5 separate regions of the Mus musculus genome follow, and all the other regions are linked to region 1. A link is a contact called in public Hi-C, HiCAR-type, HiChIP or PLAC-seq and promoter capture Hi-C data. All regions are on one chromosome and are shown on one strand. Each heading gives the region's core, a stretch centred on a gene start, on an enhancer-like site or on the middle of the called end of the contact. The rest is flanking DNA. Distances are from core to core; before and after follow the strand shown. Region 1 holds the start of Trio (triple functional domain (PTPRF interacting)). Region 2 holds the start of Myo10 (myosin X). Region 3 holds the start of Retreg1 (reticulophagy regulator 1). Region 4 holds the start of Ctnnd2 (catenin (cadherin associated protein), delta 2). Region 5 holds the start of Zfp622 (zinc finger protein 622).

What was found. Promoter capture Hi-C pulls out the DNA fragments that hold promoters and counts their contacts. A called contact is a pair of places that touch in the nucleus more often than the background predicts. HiCAR-type assays count read pairs that join an accessible place to other places. HiChIP or PLAC-seq counts read pairs in DNA pulled down with a chosen protein or histone mark.
Region 2: an H3K27ac HiChIP or PLAC-seq map of thymic regulatory T cells shows a contact between it and region 1, with 12 times the contacts expected there. The contact joins the promoter of Myo10 here to the promoter of Trio in region 1. A contact is called at or near these places in 2 of 39 promoter capture datasets (liver and pre-B cells), 1 of 115 datasets of contacts at active chromatin or transcription factors (thymic regulatory T cells) and 1 of 9 other capture datasets (adipose tissue).
Region 3: a contact with region 1 is called in a promoter capture Hi-C map of pre-B cells, with 5 times the contacts expected there. The contact joins the promoter of Retreg1 here to the promoter of Trio in region 1.
Region 4: a contact with region 1 is called in a HiCAR-type map of astrocytes, with 6 times the contacts expected there. The contact joins the promoter of Ctnnd2 here to the promoter of Trio in region 1. A contact is called at or near these places in 3 of 39 promoter capture datasets (cranial neural crest, embryonic stem cells and hippocampal neurons), 2 of 484 Hi-C or Micro-C datasets (both in embryonic stem cells) and 2 of 115 datasets of contacts at active chromatin or transcription factors (astrocytes and embryonic stem cells).
Region 5: a Hi-C map of the N1E-115 cell line shows a contact between it and region 1, with 7 times the contacts expected there. The contact joins the promoter of Zfp622 here to the promoter of Trio in region 1. A contact is called at or near these places in 1 of 484 Hi-C or Micro-C datasets (the N1E-115 cell line), 1 of 115 datasets of contacts at active chromatin or transcription factors (astrocytes) and 2 of 9 other capture datasets (adipose tissue and liver).

Annotation. Positions count from the first base shown.
Region 1 is chr15:28,024,451-28,027,296 of GRCm38.p6, forward strand. It overlaps Trio (triple functional domain (PTPRF interacting)), which reads right to left and starts at 1,398. Exons shown (of 57, transcript NM_001081302.1): 1 at 890-1,398. The coding sequence starts at 1,046.
Region 2 is chr15:25,621,161-25,624,006 of GRCm38.p6, forward strand. It overlaps Myo10 (myosin X), which reads left to right and starts at 1,390. Exons shown (of 41, transcript NM_019472.2): 1 at 1,390-1,870. The coding sequence starts at 1,850.
Region 3 is chr15:25,841,826-25,844,671 of GRCm38.p6, forward strand. Retreg1 (reticulophagy regulator 1) reads left to right here and starts at 1,473. Exons shown (of 9, transcript NM_001034851.2): 1 at 1,473-1,787. The coding sequence starts at 1,519.
Region 4 is chr15:30,171,075-30,173,920 of GRCm38.p6, forward strand. Ctnnd2 (catenin (cadherin associated protein), delta 2) reads left to right here and starts at 1,460. Exons shown (of 23, transcript NM_008729.3): 1 at 1,460-2,089. The coding sequence starts at 2,053. Gm31953 (a long non-coding RNA gene) reads left to right here and starts at 2,096. Exons shown (of 2, transcript XR_875097.3): 1 at 2,096-2,729.
Region 5 is chr15:25,982,867-25,985,712 of GRCm38.p6, forward strand. Zfp622 (zinc finger protein 622) reads left to right here and starts at 1,500. Exons shown (of 6, transcript NM_144523.3): 1 at 1,500-2,317. The coding sequence starts at 1,684.

The sequences.
Region 1 (2,846 bases), core at 148-2,647:
GCAAGCAAACCGGACTGCACGCAGGGACGCGCGGACGCGAGCCGGGCTCGCGCGGGATCTGGGCCGGGCCGGGCTTGGAGGAGGCGCCGTTACCGGGGTCCCCGGGACGCCCCGTCACGCCCCCTGCGCAGCACACCAGCGCCCCTCCCGCCCGCCGGGCTCCGGGCTAGCCTCCTCCTCGGCCACCTCCGGCTCGCCAGAGCGGACCCTAAACTGCCCCTCACTGCCTCCAGGTCCACGCCACCCACGCAGTGCCCGCCAGCCCTGGTCCCACGCCTCTCCCAAGGGCCACCACGGTCCCAGATGTCCTTCCCGGGCCTCCCCCAGAAACAATGGCTCGACCCGACCGCCGCCTCAGCTCGGCCACCGTCCTCGGTTCCTGGGCTGAGGTGCGATGGCTGCCCCGTTTCACAGAACCGTACACCAAGGCTGGATGACAGGCTAGAGCCCCGAGTCGGGACACTCGCTGATAATGGGGTTGGTGGTCCAGCTACCAGCGGCCCAAAAGCTATTACAGGGCAGAGCTGCTGTCCCCGGTCCCGGTGAGCTCGTCCTCCGGGACACCGGCCTCCGCCCACGCCGTCCCCGCCGCCGCCTCCTCGGCCCTCCAGCAAGAGACAAAGAGCCGGCGCCCCTACCCGCGGGGCCGTGGCCGCTGAAACGGGAGGCCGAGGGGTGTCTAGCCTGGCACGAGGGGCGAGCGCCGGGAAAGCGAGTGAAGGCGCCCGGGACGAGCCGCAGCACAAGGGCGGCGTGGGTAACCTGACACGCCGGCGTGGATCGCAGAGCCCCGATGCGGCGACAGGGACGAGAGCGCGCAGGGCTATACCGGGCCGGAGATCCGGGCGCGCCGGGCCGGCCGAGCGCGCGGGGCAACCGCGGTACTCACCGGATCGGAAGAAGGCCGCGATGTCGGCTAGGTCCTTGGCGGCCTCCTCGGCGCCCTCGCCGGCGCCGCCCCCGCAGCCGGAGCCCGCCGCGCTGGCCGCTGCCGCGGGGCCGGAGGACGCGGCCGGGGCGGTGGCACCGCCGCTGCTGCCGCTCATGGCTTCGGCGGCGGACGAGCCCGCCTCGGGCCCCGCGCCCCTAGCTCCGCGCACCCAGCCGCCTGCGCCTGGCCTGGCGGCGCCGAGCACCCAGCTGCCCGCGCCCGGCGCGCGGACGCACAGCCCCGGGGCGGCGGGCGGCGGCGGCTCGGCCCGAGGAGCGCGCCCACATAGACGAGGACACCGCCCGGGAGCCGCGAGCCTGGCGCGGAGCGGGCGCGCGGAGCCACGGCCTCGGCGTGGCCGGCCGGGGCACGGGCAGCGGCGCGGACACGCGAGGGCGGGGGCCGGGGCTGCGAAGCTCCGCGATCACGAACGCCGGCGGCAGCAGCGAGCCTCCATCTTGCTTTCCGACGGGGAAGGAAGGAGGGGGAGGGAGAAATCACGGCCGAGGGAGCCCGGGTGAAAGGAAAGGGAGAGCAGGGAAAGGAGAGGAAGGAAAAAGAGGGGCTTCGGGAATTTCCGGAGAGCTTCGTTAGCGGCCGGAGCGTGGGCTCGGCTGGTGGGCGGGGCCTTTTGTGGGCGGGTCCTGGAGGGGCGGAGCCGCGCCTGGGAGCCCGGAGGGCGAAATGGAGTGGCTGAGAGAGAACGTGGAGCGGGCCAGGTCTCCTCCTCCAGGGCTGCTCCAAACCTGGGAGGAGCAGGAACAAGTGTGACCGAGCCACACTGGCCTTCCAGGACGGGCACTGCGCCCCCTGCCAGGACTCTCGCGCCTGCACTGCAAGCGGTCCTAGCGCTGGAGCGTTTTCATTATTATTTATGTCACCCGCGGGGCCGAGCGACCAGGATATGGAGCTGGTGTGGCCTTCGCAGGCACAGCGCTGTCACTGGCATGTAGAAGGGGCGGGATAATTGTTGAATGAGCAGAGAGGCAGTGAAAACAGATTATCTGCTCTAGTCTACCGTCTCCTTGTATGTAAAAAGCAGGCGCGAGAGAGGGGGTGCTTGCGGGGAATCCCCATCTCCCAAGTGTGCTGGGTCCTCAGGCTACCCAGATGTAGTGGGAAGATGATGGAGGCAGGGGAGACCAGAGGAAAGGGACTTTTAAAGAAAATGTACGTTAAATCAGATGTGTGGAATATCAAATTCTGCTTTATGTCACGGCTGCAAGATGAGTGCAGTGAAGGAATGGGCGCCGGGTAATTGAGAATCACATGCAGGAGAAAACAGATCAACAAATTCCATCAAACTACACCCCGCACCTATGTTTAACGGGAGAACGATGATTAAGTGACCACCAGATCTTTTCCCCTTGGCAGTCTCAGACAAGCAAGGGAAAAGGGCTAGAAGGCTTGGTTTCGGTCAGGATGAAGTTTGAAGACACCCATAGGAATTTGTGTTCACCTTGCAATAGGTGTGTGTAAAGATCTACAGCTGTGTGCTTATATTTTGGACCGCATGATAGTACATATGCCTGTATTTTCTTGCTCTGTCAATTAATTGGCCCTGGAAACACCTAGCGTTTTGATGACTGTCTCTCTGCCTCTCATGTGTGCCTGCACGCACTATCGACATTTGTGTTTTGGGTCTGTGTTTATATGAATACAAGAGGTAGGTACCCAGTGTCTAACTCAGTCATCCACTTCTCACCTTAGTTTTTTTGGAGCAGAGTCTCTCACTGAATCTGGAGTTCCTTGGTTAGTTAGACAGTTGACTAGCAATACATAAAGATCCTCCCATCTCTGCCTCCCTAGTGCCCAAGCTGCAGTAAAAAGCTGGAATACCGAGGAACTGAATTCAGGTTCCCATGCTTGCAGAGTAAGTATTTTACCACAGATGGAGCGTTTCTATGGTTCTCAG
Region 2 (2,846 bases), core at 140-2,639, 2.4 Mb before region 1:
CAAGATGGTTCACATGTTCAGCCATTTCATTCAGTCTGAGCACAAGCTTCGACTCTCCCAACTGCAGGTGGATAGGACATCAAGAAAAAGCCAAATATGTGATTGATCTTCCAACATCTGGAAAAAAAAAAAAAAAAAAAAAAAAACCTAAGAAGCGGGTACCTAACCAGGCAGGGTGCAGCTTGGGATAGTGAAGGCTGTGTCTGTTTCCAGAAAGACTGCCCTGGAAAGTATCTTTCTCAAGCGGCTGGCAGTTAACAAATCCTTTAAGTAGAACTTCTCAAGTCAGTTCATTGTTGTTCCCAGCTTGCCAGTTAACAACCTGCTGCTGGACCAGCTGTGTGGTTCCGGAGTGAGTCTGACAACACCCAGCCGGTTGGTTCAAAGGGTTCATAGATCCAGTACTTGGGTGACCTGATCTTGCTAAACTGCTACAGAAGGAAACTCCTTCTGAGCTGTTGGGAGTTCTTTCTGCAGTGGGCCAAGCACCAGCTTTGGAGGGCCCTCTGGACTCCTGTTAGGAAAGCAGACTTAGGAATCCCAGTCCGTGTTACAGGATCCCCAGATTCCTGGCCACAATAAAGCTGGAGTTGTCTCGGTGAGAATCAGGACTGACTCCTGGTGAACCGAGAGCAATTACCCATCTCTCTCGCATCTGCTCTACTTCCTTTACGTCCAGAAAAAGAGGTTACAGTTACAAGTGCTATAGGACACGTCCCCTTCCAGTATACAAAACATTTCCCTGTGGCTATCAAAAAACCCACTTGGAGCAGAGAAACTCAACAAGGAAAAGCAGCTTTCAAAAGTTCAGATTCCTGTTTTCCGCTTCCTGTCCTGGGATCGCACGATAGAGTCGCAATGATGAGATCCACGTGGAGCAGGTTCTTGGGGTGTCTAACATTCACCGCCGTGGGGCCCCTCCTCTTCAGTCCCGGGTAACTTTCTAGTATCTACGATCAGAGGGAAGAGTCAAGTCATCTAATAGCGCCTAGGCCGGTGGCAAGAAGACCCAGGAGAAGCACACTGCTCTATGGATTCAGAGTGGATCTAGGCGGTAGCTGGGACTCCGCGCACCCGCCGCTCTCAGGGAAAGCACAGGGCAGGGCTCCGAGGGGCGGGGCCGCGCATCCGGTGGGCGTGGTTTGGGTGGTAGCTGGGAGAGGGCGCGGCATGTAGGAAGCCCGAGCAGGCTGTGGGCGGGGCTATAATGGGCGTGACCAGGAGTCGAGTAGGCGGGGTTTGGGTATATTTGAGAGCAGACGCTCAGTCTCCGCAGGTTGGAGGAGTTTCTGGGGGCGGGGCCAGGTCCGTAGGAGGCGTGGCTTTACTCGTGGAGGCGTGGTTATATATTGGGGGCTGGGATTGAGGGCGGGGCGGACCGAGCACAAGGGTAAGCGAGACCGGAGAGCTGGTGAGAGCCGGCCGCGCCTGGGGCGGGAGAGCTCACCGTTGTTGGTTTGCTGGTGATCCGAAGTCGTCCACCCCACCCCCGCTGGGACCGAGCGCCCCCGGCGGAGCTCCAAGGGAGGCAGGCGCGTCGCCAGCCCCTTGCCGGCCCTCCCCCAGCTCGGGAAGAATGTGCCACCAGCTGTTCTCCTCCCGGGAGCACTTCGCCCAGAAGTGAGGAACTTGGAGGAAGGAGAGACAAAGGCTGTGGTTGGGACAGAGGAGGTCCGAGACGCGGACAAAAGGTGCGGAGGAGCAGCAGCGACCGGGGGATGGCAGAGCGGCGGCTCCGCGGGCTGGAGTCGCCCCGAGGCGCACCGTGACACGCGTGGCTTCCCGGGACCTGCCGCTGCGCTGACTTCCGCGACTGGAGCCGTGCCGGGAAGGTGCGGGCGCCGGAACAATGGACAGCTTCTTTCCCGAGGTGAGTGAGTGGCGGGGAGGACCTGGCTGAGACCGGGACCCGGACCGGCACACCGAGCGCGCCCCAGCGCCTGCGCGTCCCCAGGAGGGGAAACTTTGTGGGAATCTCCTGAAACCCCACTCCCTCCGCCGGCCCCGAGTCTCGGATGAGTAAGCCTAGGCAGGTTTGAGTTTGTCCTGCGCTCGCATGTCCCCGGGCGTGGGTGGCTAGCTGACACTCCGCGCCAGGTGAGTCCCCGGGCGCCGGGTGGGGGAGAGCTGCGGACCGGACGGCTCGGGTGCAGGAAACGCGGTAAAAGGCGCAGCCGGGAGGTGCCTTGCTCCAAGAAAGGTCTGGGACTTCCTTTGCTGAACGTGCGGGCTTCCTGTGGCTTCCAGAGGAGCCGGCTAACGAAGTGTGAGCCGGCCGGCTGGGTCCTCGGTCACTGCTTGCCCTGCCTCATTGGGCTTTCAAGTCTGGGGTCCTTACTTTACTAGTACTGCTCAGGTCGGGTTTGCAGATAATTCCAGAGTACGAGACCGAATGATCTTGTTTTTAATGCCATTTTTTTTGGCAGATCTTGAATTCGAGTTTAAATAAAATTTGTTTAGGGCAAACAATGGTTATTTTAGAAGATGAAACCGATGCCCGCTTTAGGGTCTTTGAGGGCGGGACACCACAGTTACTTGAGACGGGACTTGAAAGTTCCCTTTTCCCCCAGGGATGGAGAGCCGCTCTGGTTTCTTGGCCCCGATTCCTTTCTTGGTTGTGTTTATTTAATAAATTCTGTTTAAGTTTTGAGGTTTGAAGTGGCTCAGAGTAAACTTAGCTGACTTTGAGAGAGGCTGATGAGATTTTTTGCTGAAAAGTCAGGGTGAGGTTTTTGTGAATCCAGGACAGTCTTGGAATCTTCCAGCAAATCAGAGTGGTGAGAATTTGCCTGTGCTTTGGCTAGCTTGCTTTGTCAGAGTTAATTGGCTATAGTGTTTCAAGGTCT
Region 3 (2,846 bases), core at 223-2,722, 2.2 Mb before region 1:
TGCAACTCATGTGACCTTTTCCCAAGCAGAACTCCCAACAGAGAGCCCTGCTCCCTCTGGCCACGCCCACCGTGAGTCTCTGAGCTTTAACAAGTCAAGAGCTACATCCCAAACCCTTCTGAAACCTGATTTTTGGATGCAGTTTAAAGGAGAAATCTCTTGGCACTGAGGATTTCCATCACAGCGTTTATCAATTGTAAGTGATACCTTTTGGACTGTGAGTCTCTTGCAGGTAGAAGTCACATCCACAGGACCCAGCAGTGTACCAGGCACACAGTGGGTGGTCAACCAACTTTTGTGTGAACCCTAGACTTGTGATTCCTTCAAATACAACATTCATTTAGATAACTGTCCACGTCTAGCCTGTAATGTGTAAATAAATGTTTACATTCATAGACACAGAGGCCCTCTAGATTAGCATTACAAACTTTAACCCAGGGGCGGTGGTCTCTCTTTGCTTTGAGAACGCACCAAATTCATCCCGTGAATGCAGGCTGGATACAGAGTATGCCCAGAGGATACCAGGTACCCCTGATGCATCGACTCTCATGATTGCAGGAGGGGATTTCATTCTAGAGAAACGAACAGAGACTGGACATGCACAGCAGTCCTTTAGTTTTTCCCACAACCAGGAGAACCACATGGGGAGCTCCGGTATTCTTCGACCTCTGAGGCCGCCCTGTGACAGGCACATCGGATCTACTGAAACACCTCTAAAACTTGGCACACTAGCAGAGGCAGGCCACAGGCCACCCTCTGCCTTCTCTGCTTCCTGATCAGCTCAATGACATTCTGCAAAGAACAACTCACTTAACTGGAAGCGACTTTCACCAGCGTGTGCCCTGTGGTCTGGCGGGTCCTCACTCTTGAAATCAGAGGGCCAAACCGGTTCTTCCTTGACTCCAAGTGTGCTTTTCTTCCTTTCCCAAGTCAGCGTTTCTATCTGACACAGTTAGGCAGGGTGTTCCTGCAAGGGACCTGGACAAGGGCTGAGTCCTAAGTGCTAAAATACATGGCCAGGGGCACCCAGCTATTTTCTTCAATACTAAAGGATGGACGACTTGTCTGCTCTGGCTGGAGAAAGTGAGAATGCACCACCTTCCCCCTTTTAAAATCCAAAGCCCAGACTTCCCTTGGGGGCGAGTCCTCTACCTGGCCCCCTCAACTGGAAGGAAAGAGGAAGTATTTTCGTTGGTCCCAGGCTCTCCAGGGACGCCGCCCAGCTAGCACCCACGGATCCGAGCCCAGGATGTGCAGCCAGACCCAGGGCGGCCCCGCCCCTACACGAACTTGACCGCACCCTCTTTCCCGGCGCGGCCAGGCCTGACGTCACAAGGCACCCAGCCGCCAGCACCCCGCGGTGCGCACCCTGCGCCCCGACCGGTCCCCCGTTGTCTCCGCTGCTCTCCCGACGCTCACCGCCAGGCGCGCGCGCGCGCGTGCCCGCCCACCCGCCCGCCCGCCTCCCTCCCTGTCCCCGTCCCCATCCCCGTCCCCGCCAGCAAAACACCGCTGAAGATGGCGAGCCCGGCGCCCGAGGAGCACGCCACACAAGGATGCCCGGCTACCGAGGAGCAGCCGCCGCGGCCTGGAGTTCCCGGAGAGGAAGCAGGGCCAGAGGGCGCGGGGCCGCAGGTGGAGGAGGCCGCCGGGAGGGTGGCCGCCGCCCTGACCTGGCTGCTCGGGGAACCCGTGCTGTGGCTGGGCTGGCGCGCAGACGAGCTCCTGAGCTGGAAGAGGCCGCTGCGCAGCCTGCTCACCTTCCTGGGTGCCAACCTGCTGTTCTGGTGAGCGCTCGGGCTGGGTGGGGGCGCCCCAGAGGGCAGGTCACCTTGGGGCGCCCATGGCCGGATGTGGCCTGGCTGGGGGGGTTGCGGGGGCCTCTGCGGTGGAAGTGAAGCCTGGTCCCACTTGCTTGGTCACCTGTCTGAAACAGGTAGTCACCCATTTCAACTTTCCTCTAGACGCACTTCCCTGTGAGTGGCTGTCACCCTTGCTGCGGGTGTCCAGTCTCCAAGGGGAGGTGATGATGGTCAGCTGACCCACGTGAGCTCCTGTATCTAGGGATGGTCCAGAGCTCTTGAAAACTTCGGCCCTGGTATTGTTAACTCTCAGGTCTTGACCTGTACTTTCAAGTATGGGGGGTTCAGAGGCCCGAGGGCTTGAATTAATTTTTTGCACCCGCGGAGGCATATCTGGGCCACCTTAGGTACATTCTATATGCTGCTGCCTTCGTGGGCCACCAGAGATGGGCAGTGAATGATTTGTTTTTCTTTCCCCTGGAGGGTAGGGTTTACTGTCTTAGATCCCAGATGAGAAAGCAGGAGGTAAACAAACAGGTGGATTAGGTACAGCGCCCCGCCCCAAGACTGCACAGCTGTGGGGGTGGGGTGGAGGTGGAGGTGGGGGGTGGGTGGGTAGTAATTTCAGAGAAACTCCAGAGGGAATAGGGGAGGGATTTTCTTTGAGTAGCCCCCAATCAACAGGTTTGCCTCACCAGAAAGTGTTCTGCCTAGGTAAGCATCAGGCAGCGTCTGGCTCCATCACGGAACCATGAGCCGTATCGTCTGGTACTAGTTCATCAAGGGGGAAAAAAAACCTTTGTTTGCTAAGTGCCTTCATAACAAACAGGGCCCTCGAAGTTCCGAATAAGCAGTTTCCCTAACAAGTACCTATTTACAGGACGTAGGTTTCTTAACCCCAAAGTTGGGAAATAAATAAATGCATAAAAAGAGACGTAGCCTGTTATTTTTTTCTTCAAGATTAATAACTTGAGCAACGTGAAGGATTTTCTTCAGCTCCCCGCTGGTCTTGGTTTACTCTGAAAACGAGCTGTGTCTTGTTGC
Region 4 (2,846 bases), core at 210-2,709, 2.1 Mb after region 1:
TTATGTAACACACACACACACACACACACACACACACACACACACACGAGATGTGACAGCTGGTGTGCCTTACAAGCCCCAAATTCCAGATTCAACTGAAGCTGATGTGGGAAAAAAAAAAACAAAAAAACAAAAAAACAAAAAACCAAACCTGCAAATGACCACATATCTTCCCTCACAGGAATCAGGCTATGTTAATGTCACACCAGCTTCGAAGGAGAACCTACACTGGAGAACAACTTTTGGGAGTGAGACTGAGCCTACTAGAGGTAGATGGAATGACTGACGGTGCACATTTCCCTGTTGTGAACAGTCATTACTCAATCTCTTGTCTGTTCCTTTACATATTTAGTCTGCTTAACTTTTCTTTCCACTTGCCTCAGCCTTTCACTAACTCCAGAGAATAATAGAGGCTATCTCAGATTTAATGCAAGCATTTTGACCTTGTTGGATAATCTCTTGCAAACTGAATAGAAATGTCCCTGAGATTACTGAAGCTGGAACCCCTCTTATTACAAGTTCGGGGTTCCTGGTCCATTTATCTGTGTCTCAGAAAATGGCTCTGGGAAAGAGTAGGGTGGGGTGGGCTGGCTTCAAAGTAAGGATCTTTGGTGGAATAATTATGGGACGTATTTGTCCTGCATGTGACTGACAGACTTTGCAGCCACACAGGGACATAGATGAAGGTCCTGAGGGCCTGCCTGCCTTGGAACTTGGCATGGGTTTCGTTTTCCAACAAGACTTTTCATAGTGTGACTTTGCTTGCTAGATTTAGCACTCTGTGTTGCCTAATGACTGACTAACTGAGAGACATTCGGAAATCTCAGTTGGAAATGGAGCAAGCTTCACAGACTCCACCGCGGTCAGTGGAGGAGGAGCAAAGTTTTCATTTTAGCACGGGACAATGGAAGAGAAGAGGAAAACAGTCGTGGAGGTGTCCAAGAAGACAACTGGGTGAGACGTGACAGGAAGACGAAGAGAATTCATTAAAGCTCTAGATCCAGCAAGGGTCTTCCTTGTAGGAAGTTTACTCATATTCCAGATTTTAAAACCAGACTGAGTTTGCATAAAGCATAATCAGAGCAGGAGGTGGTGGAGATGGGGCCCCAACACTACGAAAGAACCTTTCACAGACGTCATGCGTTCTTTGCTTTGGAACCCTAGAATCTACAAGAACATCCACCCCCATCCACTAGCTTTCATGGCTGGCCCGGTGCTCTCCTTAACTCACAAGCTACTCTAAAACCCCTCAATCGCTGCCCCTTTGCAGACCAACATCTGCCCCGCAGAATCAACTCTCCGCGTAGGCTCTATCTCGGGTGCTGTCTGTTCCCGGGGATGCGCGGCCCTCTCCCAACCTGAGCCGCCTCCTCCCATCTCTGCTGCTGTTGCTGCCGCCGCGAAAACCAGAAGTGGAATTCGCGTGGCGAGGCGCCGCGCTCTCTCGGCGGCACTGGGCATGCTCCGCACCCGGGGCAGGTTTCGGTGGTGGGGCGGACGCTCGCTCGCTCACTAGCCAAGCGCCGGAGCCGGCCGCCGCGGCTGAGCCGGAGGCTGAGCTGCGGCGCGCGGCGGGAGGAGCCTCGCTCTCGGCGGCGGCGGCGGCGGCGGCGACACAGGTGGCGCGGGCGGCGCGCAGGGCGCAGCTCGAGAGCGCTCGGCGCCGGGCGCCAGGGCGGCCCAGGCTCGCGCCCGCGGCGGCAACCGGCCGAGCGGAGCGGCGGGCGCGGCGGCTCGGTAGCCCGGCCCGAGCCCGGGGAGCCCCGCGGAACCCTGAGCATCCCGCGGCGCCCGCCGAGTCGGGCAGGGGGCGCTACGCTCGCCGCGCTCGGAGGGGCGGCCGGGCCGGGCGCTGCGCACTCGCGTCGGGAGCCGCCTCTCGCCTGCCGCGCTCGCCCCTGCTCCCCGCCAGCATCACTTGTCCCGCGGCCGCGCTCCGACAACAAAAGCGGAGGATGCTGCAGCTGGGCAAGGTCAGGACCTTGCTCTGAAGCCGGGCGGCGGCGCGCACGCCTTTCCCCCGACTGAGGAGCTGTCTTTGGCGGCGGGTGCATGTTCGCCAGGAAGCAGTCGGGCGCCGCGCCGTTCGGTGAGTTGCCTTAGCTGAGCTGCTGGAGCCGGGCGCATCCTCCGGGCGTCGTCCTCTTGCTCACCGCCGGTGGGGGTTGGTCCTCCGCTTCCAGCGGGGCTAGGGGTGGCGGCGGGCGGCAGTGGGGTGCTGTCTGCCCCGGGGGAGGACCGCGATCCTACCGGCTCCCCTCTTGGAAGGCGGCTCTCCCCGCAACGGGGTCCGGGGTCAGTGTCTTTCTTGGAGCGGTTACCAAGTGGCTTCTCCGCGTGCTCCCCTCCCTGCCACCCCTCTACCTCGGAGGACGCGTATATAGGGCAACACCGACTGCTCCCCGCCACCCTCCAGAGCAACCCGGTTGCATTCATGACGTCCCTAATATACCGGAGAAGACGGGGTGGGGGCGGGGAAGACTTCCTTCCAGTCTTTTGCCCTTATGTTCAATGTCATTACGATGTTTGGCTAGAACAAAATGGAAAGACTTAGTCATATGCGTCCATGGCCGTTTCTTCAGTCTCCCGCTGCTCGCCAGACCCAGACCCCTTTGGTCTATATTTAGCGTTTCCGAGGAAGCATTTTCAGAGGGATTCACAGGCTTCCGGGGGCTTCTCTGTCCTGACAATAGATAGCGAGGCTCTGGAAAGCGCTGCCTGACAGCCAGGTTTGGCAAGGGTGCTTGTGCATGGGAGATAGGCGTAGCGATATTTGGGTGATTCGTAATTAATGGCTGAAAGCAAAGCTGCGTTTCGCTCCCCCCTTCCTCTTCTTCTTGTGTGTA
Region 5 (2,846 bases), core at 250-2,749, 2.0 Mb before region 1:
CTCTCTGAGGTGAAGGGGAGGGAGTATAGGGGAAAGAACTCTGTGAAGGGGACTAGGAGAGGGCAACATTTGGGATATAATTATAATAATAACAAAAACAACAACAACACAAAAAAAATACTGGCATTATTTTTGACAAAAGGCTCTAGAACCCCCCCCCCCCCAAAGGCATTTGGGCAAAGGTTTACAAAAGGGAGCAAGCTGGCAGAAAGATATTCAGGCAGAATAGCATAGCAACGGATTTCTAACACAATACCAAAAATATACTTGCTTAACCTGTTAGAACAATTGACATTGAATCAGGGTGAGTTAAAGGCAGGGATAGAACAGAGGATTTGCCAGGCAGTGGTGGCATACGCCTTTAATCCAAGCACTTGGGAGGCAGAGGCAGGTGGATTTCTGAAGGTCGAGGCCAGCCTGGTCTACAGAGTGAGTTCCAGGACAGCCAGGGCTACACAGAGAAACCCTGTCTCAAGAAAAAAAAAATCGAACTGATATGAATTGCTGCTGTTATACACACAGGGTCTCCAAGGTTTAGTACCCACGATGGAGCGTAAAATCACAGATAGATCCTTTTAAAGTTTTAGATGCTGAAAGAGTATTTCGATCATTAAAAGCAACTTCACCTAGTTTGACTTTTTTGTTTGTTTGTTTTTATTAGGTATTTATTTCATTTACATTTCCAATGCTATCCCAAAAGTCCCCCACACGGTCCCCCACCCACTCCCCTACCCATCCACTCCCACTTTTTGGTCCTGGCGTTCCCCTGTACTGGGGCATATAAAGTTTGCAAGTCCAATGGGCCTCTCTTTCCACTGATGGCCAACTAGGCCATCTTCTGATACATATGCAGCTAGAGACACGAGCTCTGGGGGTAATGGTTAGTTCATATTGTTGTTCCACCTATAAGGTTACTTTCTCTAGCTCCTCCACTGGGGGCCCTGTGATCCATCCAATAGCTGACTGTGAGCATCCACTTCTGTGTTTGTTAGGCCCGGGCATAGTCTCTACTTTGACTTTTTATATGGCTACTTGGATTTAAAAATCTCACATGTGGCTCGGATTATATTTTGTGGGACAGTGGCTAGGCTGTACTTTCGGCTCCCAGCAGGGAATCTTTTCTGTTCAAGAGCTCTGACCGCCCCCTTCGCTGCAAAGAGCTTGGGTCGGTTTGGCCTCCGGAAGTTCCACGCTGTCGCCACGTTTGATCCCCCTTTCCAGAGGCGCGAGAGACAGTCTTGACGGGATCCATCTCTCAAGAGCAGTCCCAGAACCATCCCAGGCACCCACGCCCTTCTTTCCCTCACAAGCCCATCCCTCTGACCTCGTCACGGCAAGCGACACAACCGCTAAGCCCTCAGGAGGCAGCGGCATCCTCCAGGCACACGCCCACCTTTGATTGACAGGGCGGATCCAGGCGCGAAGAGAGCGACATGAAACTTCGTCATTTCCGGGGACCCAGGCGGGCCTTCTTAAGCCAGCTGCCAAGAGTTTCCTGTGCGAGTCGGAAGTTCCCTCACTTAGAACTCGGAAGTTCCCTCACTTAGAGCCCGGAAGCTGGTGTCTGGTGTGTCTTTTCCTGGCTGTGGGCGAAGGAGGTTCTCTGCGTTTGTGGGACTAGAAGGCGGCCGGTCAGGCTTAGAAGGTTCTCGGCTGGGTCGTCTCTGTCTTCCGGGCCCGGGGATGGCGGCTCTCACGTGCATCACCTGCCGGGTGGCGTTCCGCGACGCGGAGCTGCAGCGGGCGCACTACAAGACGGACTGGCACCGCTACAACCTGCGGCGCAAGGTGGCCGCCATGGCCCCGGTGACGGCCGAGGGCTTCCAGGAGCGGGTGCGGGCGCAGCGCGCGGTGGCCGAGGCGGCGGAGGCGAGCAAGGGCGCGGCCACCTACTGCACGGCGTGCGGCAAGAAGTTCGCCACCTTCAACGCCTACGAGAACCACCTCGGCTCCCGGCGGCACGCCGAGCTGGAGCGGAAGGCGGTGCGGGCCGCGAGCCGGCGCGTGGAGCTGCTGAACGCCAAGAACCTGGAGAAGGGGCTGGGCGCGGACGGCGTCGACAAGGACGCCGTGAACGCCGCCATCCAGCAGGCCATCAAGGCCCAGCCCTCCACGTCCCCCAAGAAAGCGCCCTTCGTGCCCACGGACGAGTGCGGGAGGGCGGCGGCGGGCGCACGGGGCGTCCCGGAGCGAGACCCGACGGAGAAGCCGCCCCGGCTCCAGTGGTTCGAACAGCAGGCGAAGAAGCTGGCGAAGCAGCAGTGGGAGGACGGAGAGGAGGAGGGAGAGGAAGAGGAGGAAGACGACGAAGACGAAGGTAGGTAAGGGTCCTGTCGGGGTTGGGGCGAGCGGGAGGCTCCGGGAGACATCGCGATGGAGACGAAGGGCTGGGTCCACGTTCAGCGATGTCGCCCTCCCCTGAGGCCCCCAGCCCGAGCCTTCTTCAGTGTTTACCTTTGCGACATCCATTCCCAGGCTGGACCCTGACTTTCTTCTTATCCTTTTACCGCAGCCTTTGAGGGAGTGGGGTTCCAGGCCCAGGGCATCCCGCCTGGATTTAAAGATGTTTCCTGGTTTATGACTTTTAACTAGTTAAGCAGATGGATTGTAGGCCTCCATACTTTTTTGGTGTTTTTTTGGTTTTTCGAGACAGGGTTTCTCTGTGTAGCCCTGGCTGTCCTGGAACTCACTCTGTAGACCAGGCTGGCCTTAAACTTTAGAAATCCCCCTGCCTCTGCCTCCCAAGTGCTGGGGTTAAAGGCGAGTGCCACCACTGCCGGGCTGTAGACCTCCATTCTTATGCTTGCTCCCGGACGCACCAAACTTCGTGTGGACCCGAAAGGGAA